Regions from separate parts of the Sus scrofa genome. Here all the other regions are linked to region 1. The links are chromatin contacts, called in public Hi-C and promoter capture Hi-C maps. All regions are on one chromosome and are shown on one strand. Each heading gives the region's core, a stretch centred on a gene start, on an enhancer-like site or on the middle of the called end of the contact. The rest is flanking DNA. Distances are from core to core; before and after follow the strand shown. Region 1 holds the start of PHIP (PH-interacting protein). Region 2 holds the start of HMGN3 (high mobility group nucleosomal binding domain 3). Region 3 overlaps HMGN3 (high mobility group nucleosomal binding domain 3).

Region 1 (3,240 bases), core at 295-2,794:
AGGCAGTTACAGCAAGTATTTCCCACTAGGAATGTAAGGAGCTAGGAGGGTACAAGGGTTGAGGAAGCAATCTAGAAAACCACAATGCAGCTTGTCGGTCCTGTCCCCACAAATTACCTTTTTAGACCAGATCCATAAAATGCAGTTTGTTATTTAAAATTTTTAAGGAGAATCTTTTGTTAAATGTTAACAAAAGAACGACAATCCTAATTCCCTTTAAAACGCAGTCCTTAAAAAAAAAATCAACTCTCAAGTCTTCTTGAAAAGTGCTTAAATCATCTGGAGATAAATATCACTTGGTGTCCTTGTTTTCTAACAAATGGCTTTTTCCATTGTTTCCATTAATTTCACCCATATTCGTTTTTAAAAAAACAAGGCCCTTATCCTCATCAGCAAAACACAGATGTATGATTTAGCATATAAAACCGGTAATTACATACTCATTTACAAAAGATTAATTTTTTTCTCTTTTTGTCAGTTTTCAAGAAGTCTTCCCGTGATTAACTGTAAACAGGAATGGTTTACACCTCAAATTAGAAGCCATTAATTAGCATGACGAAGTATACACAGATACACAGATAATTTAAATTATTTAATCACTAATCACTTTGGCTAAAGTGTAGTATACTCTCTCATTATCCTTCGGTAGGTTATTGATCTGTCACTATATTCCCTCCCGATCAGTTAGAGACAAATATTAGCGTTCTTTCCTTTCTCTCAGGTTTACACTATTCCTTCTCGTAAACACTTAAGAAAGCTTTAAGGTTCTTTAATCCCAAATCCCTAATTAGCCATTACTAGCCTTTTTGTAACGAAGGGGAAAAAAAAAAGAGTATCTGAAGTACAGACTACGAGTTCGCTTTGCCAATATAACAATAAAAAACCCCACACATTTAAAAAATGTACGGTTAAGGCAATGGCAGTAATAAAAGATATATGCAGAGGTGGCTTCAGCAAATAACGGGCTTGGAAACGCAAGGGCTCAACAAAAAGCCCCTGAACCTCTCCTGCAATATACAGCTCTCCGTTAAATTACACAACACTTTGCCTAGGCTGCAGAAATAACAGGACAAGACTTACACAGATGCCAATCCGCAGCATTTATACACATGCACATGGCCAAGAGACAGAAACCAAACACTATCATTCAACTCGGGCAGGGTGGCGCGATCCCGAGTTTGCCCAGCGTGAGAGTGCTCTATGCGTGTGTGTCTGTGCGCGCGCGTGAGAGTGAGACCCATCCTCGGGGCATTTCCCCTCTCTGGGCAGTTTTGCTTCATTTGTTTCCTATTTCTGCTACATAGAAACTAACTTCCATCTCAGCCTCAGCCAGCGCCACTGAATAGAGCCTGTGCTGCGGCGCCGTGTGCGTCAGATCCCTCCGCAGAGCCGTCGCCGACCCCCCTCCCTCCCGCGATCGGCCTCCACAGAGAAAGCGCCTTGCAGCCAACCGGCGGCTTCGGCTCCGACATCTTCGACTGGAAATAAATAAATAAATAGCACCTCCGGCCGGGAAGCAGCGGGCGGGGGGCTCGCCGCGCCGGGTGCGGGGCGCCGTGGGCGCGGGGTCGGAGGCACTCCTTTTTTTCAGCGCCGGGGGGCGGGGGCGCGGGCAGGACCGGGCTGAGCCCGGGGCCGCGAAGGCGGCGGACTCTTTTCTGCGGCGGAGGGATCCGCGGCGGAGGCGGCGGCGGCTGGAGCCGCTGCCTGAGAGTTGTTGTTTCCTCCTCCTCCTCCTCCGCCTCCGCCGCCGTAGCTTGAATGGTGGAGCCCAGGCTCGGCTCGTGAACACACAGTGACAGCTATAGGGCAGGCGGCGGCACCATCCCCGCTTCCCCTCGGCGGCGGGGTGTCCCGCCGGCGGCCCCGAAGTGACCCATAAACATGTCTTGTGAGAGGAAAGGCCTCTCGGAGCTGCGATCGGGTAAGTCGGGGGGCTGCCGGGGCCGCTGGCACCGGGCGATTCCGCCCGCGGGCCCCCGCCCCCCGCCGCCCGGCCGCTCAGCCTGTGTCTCCGGTCCCTCTCTCCCGCGCAGAGCTCTACTTCCTCATCGCCCGGTTCCTGGAAGATGGACCCTGTCAGCAGGCGGCTCAGGTACGGCGGCGCGCGGGGCGGGCCGGGCGGGCGCTCGCCGCTCGCGGGCGTGGGGGAGGGCGGCGGCGGCGGCGGCGGGGCCGGGCCCGGGGCGCGGGGCTCAGCTCTCCCCGCTTTGTTGTTGCAGGTGCTGATCCGCGAGGTGGCCGAGAAGGAGGTAAGGGCGGCGGCGGCCCGCGCGTCCCGCCGCTGCGCGGCCGCCAGCGGGCCGCTGCGCCGCCGCCGCCGCCGGGGCGCGGGGCGCGGGGCTCGGGGTCCCCGGCGGGGCGGGGGGCAGGCGGGGGAGGGGCGCGGGCGGGCCGGGGCCGGGGGCCGGGCTCACGGGGTGCCCTCTCCCCGCAGCTGCTGCCCCGGCGCACCGACTGGACCGGGAAGGAGCATCCCAGGACCTACCAGAATCTGGTGAGACATTCGCGTCGCGGAGCAAAGAAACTTTTCCCCGAGTCGAATAAAAATTGAATTTCCCGCAATTTTTTACGGAGACAAAAACTTGGCCTCGGAACCTGCAAGCTCCCAAGGCCAGGGGAGGGTTGGGAGGCAGGCGCGGGGGCCGCGGGGGGCAGTGGCCGGGGGGACCCGCACCCCGGGGCCGCAGGGGCTGCCGACAATTTATTTGTGATATTTTGTTAATGTGCTAGAAATAAAGATACGTCATGAGCGTTGTGCAGTGCAAGGCCGGAGGAGGAGGGGCCGGCGCGCGCGGCCGTGCGGGCGCGGGGGCGCGCGCGGCGGCGGCGGCGGCGCGAGCGGCGCGAGCGGCGCGAGCGGGGAGGGCGCGCTTTGCACGCCTGCTCGCTCTGCTCGCGCGGGCGGCTCGGCTTTCTCCTGCCCCACACAATGGCTGGTGACTAACTGCTCCGAAGTGGCATTAGCATTTCACAAGCCGGCGGTGCCGCCACCGCGGAACCGGGTCGAGACGCTGGGGGTTTTTTGTTTTTGTTTTTTCCTCCCATTTCTTTCGCCTTCCTTACGAACCGATCTGGGTTTTTTTGTTGGAGAGGTTCGGATGTACGATGCCGGCTGGCCAGCGGCGCTTGCATTTCCCCGAGCGCTTTCTCAGAAGGGACCCCCGAAAACCAGGAGTTTAAGGAGCTTTTTTTTTTTTCTTTCTTTCCAATCCGGCTGTTTCTCGTGTTAGGCCTCCT
Region 2 (3,240 bases), core at 413-2,912, 160 kb before region 1:
AACTGAATCTCTCTGTTGTAGAGCAGAAATTATCACAACCTTGTAAATCTACTTCAATGAAATTTTTAAAAAGAGACAATGGGGATCATGTCAAAAGTACATAGACACTAATTTGAAAAGAGTCTTTCATATTGGGGTGATACGAGTATCAAAAATGTAATAACGGCAATGGATCGAAGCATGCCAAATATATATAAAAAAATACATGAGTTCCTAAAAATATGACAAGAAAGAAAGTATTGACCACTTCTGGAGTCTTCTAGGATATCAATTCATTATTCTGAAAATTACTAAAGAAAAACATCGGACATTAAAATTAATTACTTGATGATGTTGTTTTATATTTGCAGCCTCTGCGTGACCAAAGTGGATTGGGCCATATTTTAAGTTTTCATTAGGTTTTCCTATAACGTAACTTTTGCCTTCTAATACGATTATGAAACTAACCGTGCCTAGATTTGCTTTTTTAAAATGACTTCATATGAATGAAATTATTCAGCATGGTCTTTTGTATTTGACTTCATTCACATAACATTTTGACATTCATCCATGTAAGAATATTTTGTTCCTTTTTATTAAGCTGAATAGTATTTTATTGCATGTAGTTACCGCAGTCTGCTGAACAGTTCACTATTGCTGTTCCTGTATCTGTCGAAATGATGGTATTGTTATTTTTTCCTTTATTCTGTAATACGAAGAGTTACATTCATTGGTTTTAAGATGTTAAACCAATTTTTCATTCTCTGCATAAACTTCACTGATTGCGATGTCTTATCCTTTTAAATGTTGTTGGATTGATTTACTAAAAAAAACTTTTTCACTGAAGTATAGTTGATGTACAATATTATGTAAGTTCCAGGTCATTCACAATGTTTTAAGTTTACATTTCATTTATAGTTATTAGATTTACTAAAATTTTGTTCAAGACTGTTGTGCTGATTTTTATGTAGGATACTGATTTGTAGCTCTCTTTCCTTGAAGTCTTTCAGGTAAAGAATTACTTCATAAAATAAATTCAGAAGTGTTTACAGGGGCTGTTTGATACCTTGCAGAACTTCGAGGAACATTTAATCATGTATATTTAAATATATTTCAAATACAAAATAATCCGTTCTGGCCTTGTTCAGCCTTCTTCAAATTTCCATAACAAACATACTCTATTCATCTTCAAGCCTAGTTTAAAGGTGGCTGAATTAGCGAGTGATTTGTAATCAATTTCAGGAAATTATTCCTAAAGATTTGGGGGGATTATTGTCAGTAGATAACTGGAAGGGGAAACGGAGACACTTAGGAGTCGACTGCCAAACTCTTCCCGCTCTCCATCATATACCATTCATTACAAGGCTATACAGGAAATATAGCAAGTGCCTGCTATGAATACAATTACCTTATAAAGTTAATGTGTCCTCTTTTTCCTCCTTATGAAAGCCCCCACTTCCTACTGATACAATCCAAATAGGGAGCAGCCAAACAATGAAACTCCAGGATCTTGCGGCTTGGGGGGTTACTAGTTGAACTGAGCATGCTCAGTCGCCAGGCAGATTTGTCGGTGAAGTGGAAACTACAACTGCGCGTACTGTGCGCGCGGAGGTGGGCGTGCCCTCGTGGAATTTAGAACGTTGTCGCAGCCAATGAGGCCTCGCGGCCGGCTGCCGGGGCTTCTCATTGGAGGAGCGGGGAGGCGAGCGAGTAGAGGGCCCCCGGTGGGAGCCGCGGAGGTTTGGGTTCGGGAGGCCGGGCTACGCGGTGCCCTGCGCGTGAGCAGCTGCGGCGGCGGCGGCAGCATCCAGCGGCCGTGCCAGCAGTACCAGCCCGTCGCTTTACTTTTTAGCTGCACGAACACAGTCATTATGCCGAAAAGAAAGGTAAGTCTTACCAAAAAAAGATTTCGAAGGCCTTCAAATTGTGCTAACAGCAAACCTTGTCATTGCGATGGATTGTGCGGAATGCACTCGGTAGTTAACTTGGGGATTGTGAATCTCTGCTTCTTCACGCTTGTTTTCAGATGCCTGTTGCAAACATTGCTCCCTCCCTCTGGCCCTCCCTCCGCCCTCATCGATCTGGGAATGTTACTTTCTCTCCAGCGAAGCAGCCTCCCCTCTTTTAAAACTCATTCTGGACGGAATGGTTTCAACCTCGAGCAAGAAGCCAAAGCGCTTTTCATCCCCCCCCCCCCCTTTCCCGGAGGGGAGTTTCCTCTTTGCAAACTGCCAGCTTGTGGTTAGCGTGGAGGAACAGCCGCAAGAGGGGTGAACCAAGTACACGCGGAGGGAGATCGAGAAGGAAGGAAATAAGTAGGGGGAGATGTGGGGGTTACTCCCCTGGGGGCCGGGCCCACGCTGGGTGCGCGGCAATGGTTCTGAGGCCCCGGTAGAGGGAAAGCCATGTTTAAAATAGCGCTCACTCCCTGTTCGCCTCCGCTGCAGACCCGTATGTACCAACTCCGGTGTCACTCCGGGCCGGGGACAACGCAGGCGGGGCCCCAGGCGGCCCGGACTTGCCCGCAGTTGGCGGCGGGAGCGGCCTAGGTGGCCACACGCAGGACCGGACGTCGCCGGGGGCAGCAAAGGGCAGGGGCCGCTGGGTCCCATCCGGTCACCCAAACCCACGCTCAGGTCAGGGAGGCGGGGTCCGCGTGCCCCCGCGCCCCTTGGAGCGTACAGGGTATCAGGGTTACTCCTCGCGGACTAGTATGTCCCCTTCCGCGCAGGCCCAGGCCACCAACTTACTCGCACTGGGAGGCACGTTTCCCTCGGAGTCCGGCCGCCACTTGTCATTGTCCCAGGGAGGGAAGGGAAGGAAGGCTTTTCCCCACCCTGAGGAAAAACCGCGGTTTGGCAGCTGTTTCTAAGAAAATGCTTTTGCACCCTCTCACTGCCTGCCCTCGTGTTCACCAGTGAAGATACTACATTTGAAGCAAAATGGCAAATAATATTCTGCTTTATCGATTAAAGATGGTGGAATGATTTGTGTTAAGTGAATATTAAAATATTGAAGTTTAGCAGTGCAGACGCTTTTGCCTTTTTAACCTGTCTTTGCTAAGAATGTGGTGGAGGCTTGTGTCCTCCATTTAAAAAAAATAATCTTTAAAAGTTTTTAGATCTTAGAGTTTGTGGACACACTCTGCGCCTCATATTGTGGGTAGAGTTTGATTTAACATCTCATTTAATTCTCAGAACACCTGGACAGGTGTTATGGCAGTTGAACTGCAGCTTAGAGACACGAATTACCCAACGGCCT
Region 3 (3,240 bases), core at 360-2,859, 140 kb before region 1:
AGTTTCCATGTTCTTAGGAAGTAGTTGGTTGATTTGTGAACTAGGGAGAGCTGCATGGACATGGGGGGTTCTGACAAGAGAAAAACTGGTGGACTCTGGGTTAACAGGCAACCCTAGGGGAGAAGTGAAAGTTCCCAGTGTCCTTTTTCTTGAAGAAAAGCTTTTGTCTTTCTCAGAGACTTTATCTACTTCAGACCTGTGTTTTACATATTGCTTTATAATCTGAGTTTTAAAATGTAGCCTTATTTGCGAATTTGATCCCTGGCCCAGGAATTTCCACATGCTGTGGGTGCGGCCAAAAAAGAAAAATTTACCATTATTTTATGTGGATTTCCCGTGTATTCACATAGCGTAACTACTTTTGATCCCATTGCATTAGTAGTTCATTCATTTCCTCAAATATTTCTCTGATATTTACTGGTCCTGTGAGTTGTTTCCAGTTATTTCATATTAGAAACAGTACACAAAACTGTTTTTATGTGGTTTCTTTCTTTTAGTCTTGGTCCCCAAATTGGAATTACTGGGTCACTATATGGTCAGTCCTATGTGCCTTTTTCATATTGCCAGGTTGTTCTTTGAAAACGTTATATTAATTTATATTGTCACCAGCCCCAGCAAACAGTGGGTTTTAGGAGCTTTTAAATGTTTTTCTCATTTCATCAGATGAGACATTACCTACACCTGTTTTCTTTTCTTAAGCCAAACGTGCCAAATGTTGTTTTGCTATTTGTATTTTTTTTTTTGCCCCGGAAACTCTCTTCCTATCTTGTGTTAATTTACTAATTCGTTTCATTGTTTGAATCTTATTTATTGTCTTTAGCCAGTCAAAATAGATTGGAGTAATTGATGGATCTCATAGATCGAAGTGTATTTTCCCTATTGGCTGCAGCCTAGAAAGGAGTCAGGTGGAAGCTGTCAGGAGAGTGAGCAGGTGCTGGCCCAAGGAATGATCAAAATCAGGAAGGGGATTAGGCAGGGTGCTTGGCTGTCCAGTCAAGGCTGAGAGTGTGGGAGAGACACTGGGTGGATCATGGAAAAAGAGGAATTCATCATCAAGTTGTCAGGTCGTATCAAAAAATAGGCCAGAAATCAAAGCTAAGCTAGTAGGGGATGAAAATGTGCTTCTGCACTTGGTTTGGGCTTTCCCAGCATGCAGCTCTCGCTTTAAAGACACAAAGTGCCTGAAACACATGTTGGATCCTAGGCACCCCTGCTGCTGACCGCTGGGTCCCTGTTCTTTGCCTGGTGGTGCAATCAGTGAACGTTGATTAGCACTCTAATGTACATTGAGAACAGGGGCTCAGATCAGTTCTTGCAACACTCCTGGTTTAAAATTAGAGCAGTTATGCAGATAAATGCTCTGTGTGTGTGTGTGTGTGTGTGTGTGTATTTAAAACATATCCTCTTAGAAAATTACCTTTCCCTGCAGAGTATTGTTGGCTTATGTGGTCCTTTAATACATGTTTTCCAATTTAAATATAATTCACCAAAATATTTTCTTTCTAGTCTCCGGAGAATACAGAGGGAAAGGATGGTTCCAAAGTAACTAAACAGGAGGTAAGTGTATCTTTGATGTCCTGTATTTAATCATTAACTGGAGGTTTTAATATTGTCATGATTGTCTGCATCTGAATGAGCACTATTCTAAACAAGACTGTGGAGGAGTTCCTGCTGTGGCACAGTGGGATCTGGGAGTCGCCGAAGCGCTGGGACAAAGGTTTTTTCCCAGACCCTGCACAGTGAATTCAAGGATCTGGTGTTGCCACAGCTGTGGCACAGGTTTCCACAGTGGCTTGGTTGCAGCTGTGGTTCAGATTCATTCCCTAGCCTGGGAACTTCCTTATATGTTGCAGGGCAGCCAAAAAAGAAAGAAAAGAAAATAAAAAGTAAACAAGATTTCGGAAACCATGTAAACCAGAGATAAAAGTGAGGCTGTGTAGCCTCACTTAGCCTGGGTGGGTTTCAGCTAAGGGCACCCATGAAGCATTTTCCACTTACTCTGTGGTTTATGTTTCTACCTGTTGGTGCTGCTGTCTGTTAAAGCAGGTACTGAGAATTCTTTCTGGGCAAAGAGTGAGATAATAGGTAAATTCATCAAGGAGAACAAAGTCCACCTTTCACAGCAAGGAAATGAAAGACTGTTGATTTAAGAAATTCTTGGCTCCCAGTGAATGAACCAGAAACTATATTGGGGGTTCTGAAAATTTGCCTAAACAGAATCATCTCTAAAGTCAAAAACTACAGAAGGATGAATAAAATGTCAGTATTAAAAATTTTATTTTAATCAGGAAAATGCTTAAATCTTGGGGTAATTAGACAATACTTCTAAGAAGTTCGGTATGAAAATACAGAAAACTGAAAAGCCAGGAACTTGGATTTGACCTCGTGGTAATATCACAGACTTCTAAAGGACAAGCTAAAAAGCAAATGAGATGGTAACTGCAATGCCAGCTGTTCACTTTTGCACAGAGCTTTACAGTATGTGGACACTGCTGCTCTTAACCCTTGAACTAAGAAACTAAAAGGGGTCATGAGAGAGGCAAAAACAGTATCTAGTTACAGATTCTCAGATTGGGTGATTCATATTGTGTTAATAATTCAGAGGCTGTCATGAGACCAAAACCCCTACACAAGATTTGTACAAGGAAGTTCATTCTGCTGAGAGGAAAATCTTTAGCAGAATCTATAGAGAGATAATTGAAAAGCAGAACAAACAGAACTGCCTATAGCCAAATCCCCAACACCCATTTGCCCAGTGCTCAGTGTCTAACAGAGGTAGGGAGATAAAGTTGGTGGTCCAGAGTCAAGTCATTAAATGTCTAGAACTAACTGAACAGTGTTATCAAACCAAAATTCAGATGCTTGAATTTTCTTGAAAAATGGCAGAAACAATTTGTAGGACAGTTGGCTAAGTATATTGCACCTTAGTGTTTGTAGATTTGGGCACAGAATGCATTTGGGTTTCTCCTTAGGGACTGCTATTTAAATTGATCTGTCAGTCAGAAAACCAAGAAGCCATCACACACACAGCAGATCCTAGAGGCTGAAAACAGCCTTTCCCTTCCTTTTACACTAAAAGCCATCACGCTGGTTAGAATATATGTAAAAGATTTTTGCTTATACAACTCTCTTATGCATATTCATTTAGCCTCAGAATTTTTATTATTTCCATCTCTACATTATTATTTTTAATATTTTCATGATTATGGGTCTTATATTATTGCTAACAAAAATCATAGA

What was found. Promoter capture Hi-C pulls out the DNA fragments that hold promoters and counts their contacts. Hi-C and Micro-C count contacts between places; a contact is called where the count stands out from the background.
Region 2: a Hi-C map of skeletal muscle shows a contact between it and region 1, with 5 times the contacts expected there. The contact joins the promoter of HMGN3 here to the promoter of PHIP in region 1. A contact is called at or near these places in 4 of 5 promoter capture datasets (fetal liver, fetal skeletal muscle and liver), 17 of 47 Hi-C or Micro-C datasets (alveolar macrophages, brain, embryonic fibroblasts and 10 more) and 2 of 2 datasets of contacts at active chromatin or transcription factors (alveolar macrophages and skeletal muscle).
Region 3: a contact with region 1 is called in a promoter capture Hi-C map of liver, with 4 times the contacts expected there. The contact joins the enhancer-like site here to the promoter of PHIP in region 1. A contact is called at or near these places in 3 of 5 promoter capture datasets (fetal skeletal muscle and liver), 5 of 47 Hi-C or Micro-C datasets (epiblast stem cells, fibroblasts, liver and 1 more) and 2 of 2 datasets of contacts at active chromatin or transcription factors (alveolar macrophages and skeletal muscle).

The regions. Positions count from the first base shown.
Region 1 is chr1:87,115,340-87,118,579 of Sscrofa11.1, forward strand. It overlaps PHIP (PH-interacting protein), which reads left to right and starts at 1,545. Exons shown (of 40, transcript XM_021092177.1): 1 at 1,545-1,924; 2 at 2,037-2,095; 3 at 2,223-2,252; 4 at 2,438-2,497. The coding sequence starts at 1,885.
Region 2 is chr1:86,952,806-86,956,045 of Sscrofa11.1, forward strand. It overlaps HMGN3 (high mobility group nucleosomal binding domain 3), which reads left to right and starts at 1,663. Exons shown (of 6, transcript NM_001244502.1): 1 at 1,663-1,865. The coding sequence starts at 1,851. LOC110260719 (a long non-coding RNA gene) reads right to left here. Exons shown (of 3, transcript XR_002344068.1): 1 at 2,730-3,240.
Region 3 is chr1:86,972,517-86,975,756 of Sscrofa11.1, forward strand. It overlaps HMGN3 (high mobility group nucleosomal binding domain 3), which reads left to right. Exons shown (of 6, transcript NM_001244502.1): 2 at 1,507-1,557. Among named protein-coding and RNA genes, the nearest start is that of HMGN3, 20 kb to the left of the region's middle. Within about 2 kb of position 1,610, at least 16 of the 83 cell types and tissues checked have an H3K27ac peak or open chromatin away from gene starts, as enhancers often do. A contact at or near this core is called in alveolar macrophages and liver, where this site is marked.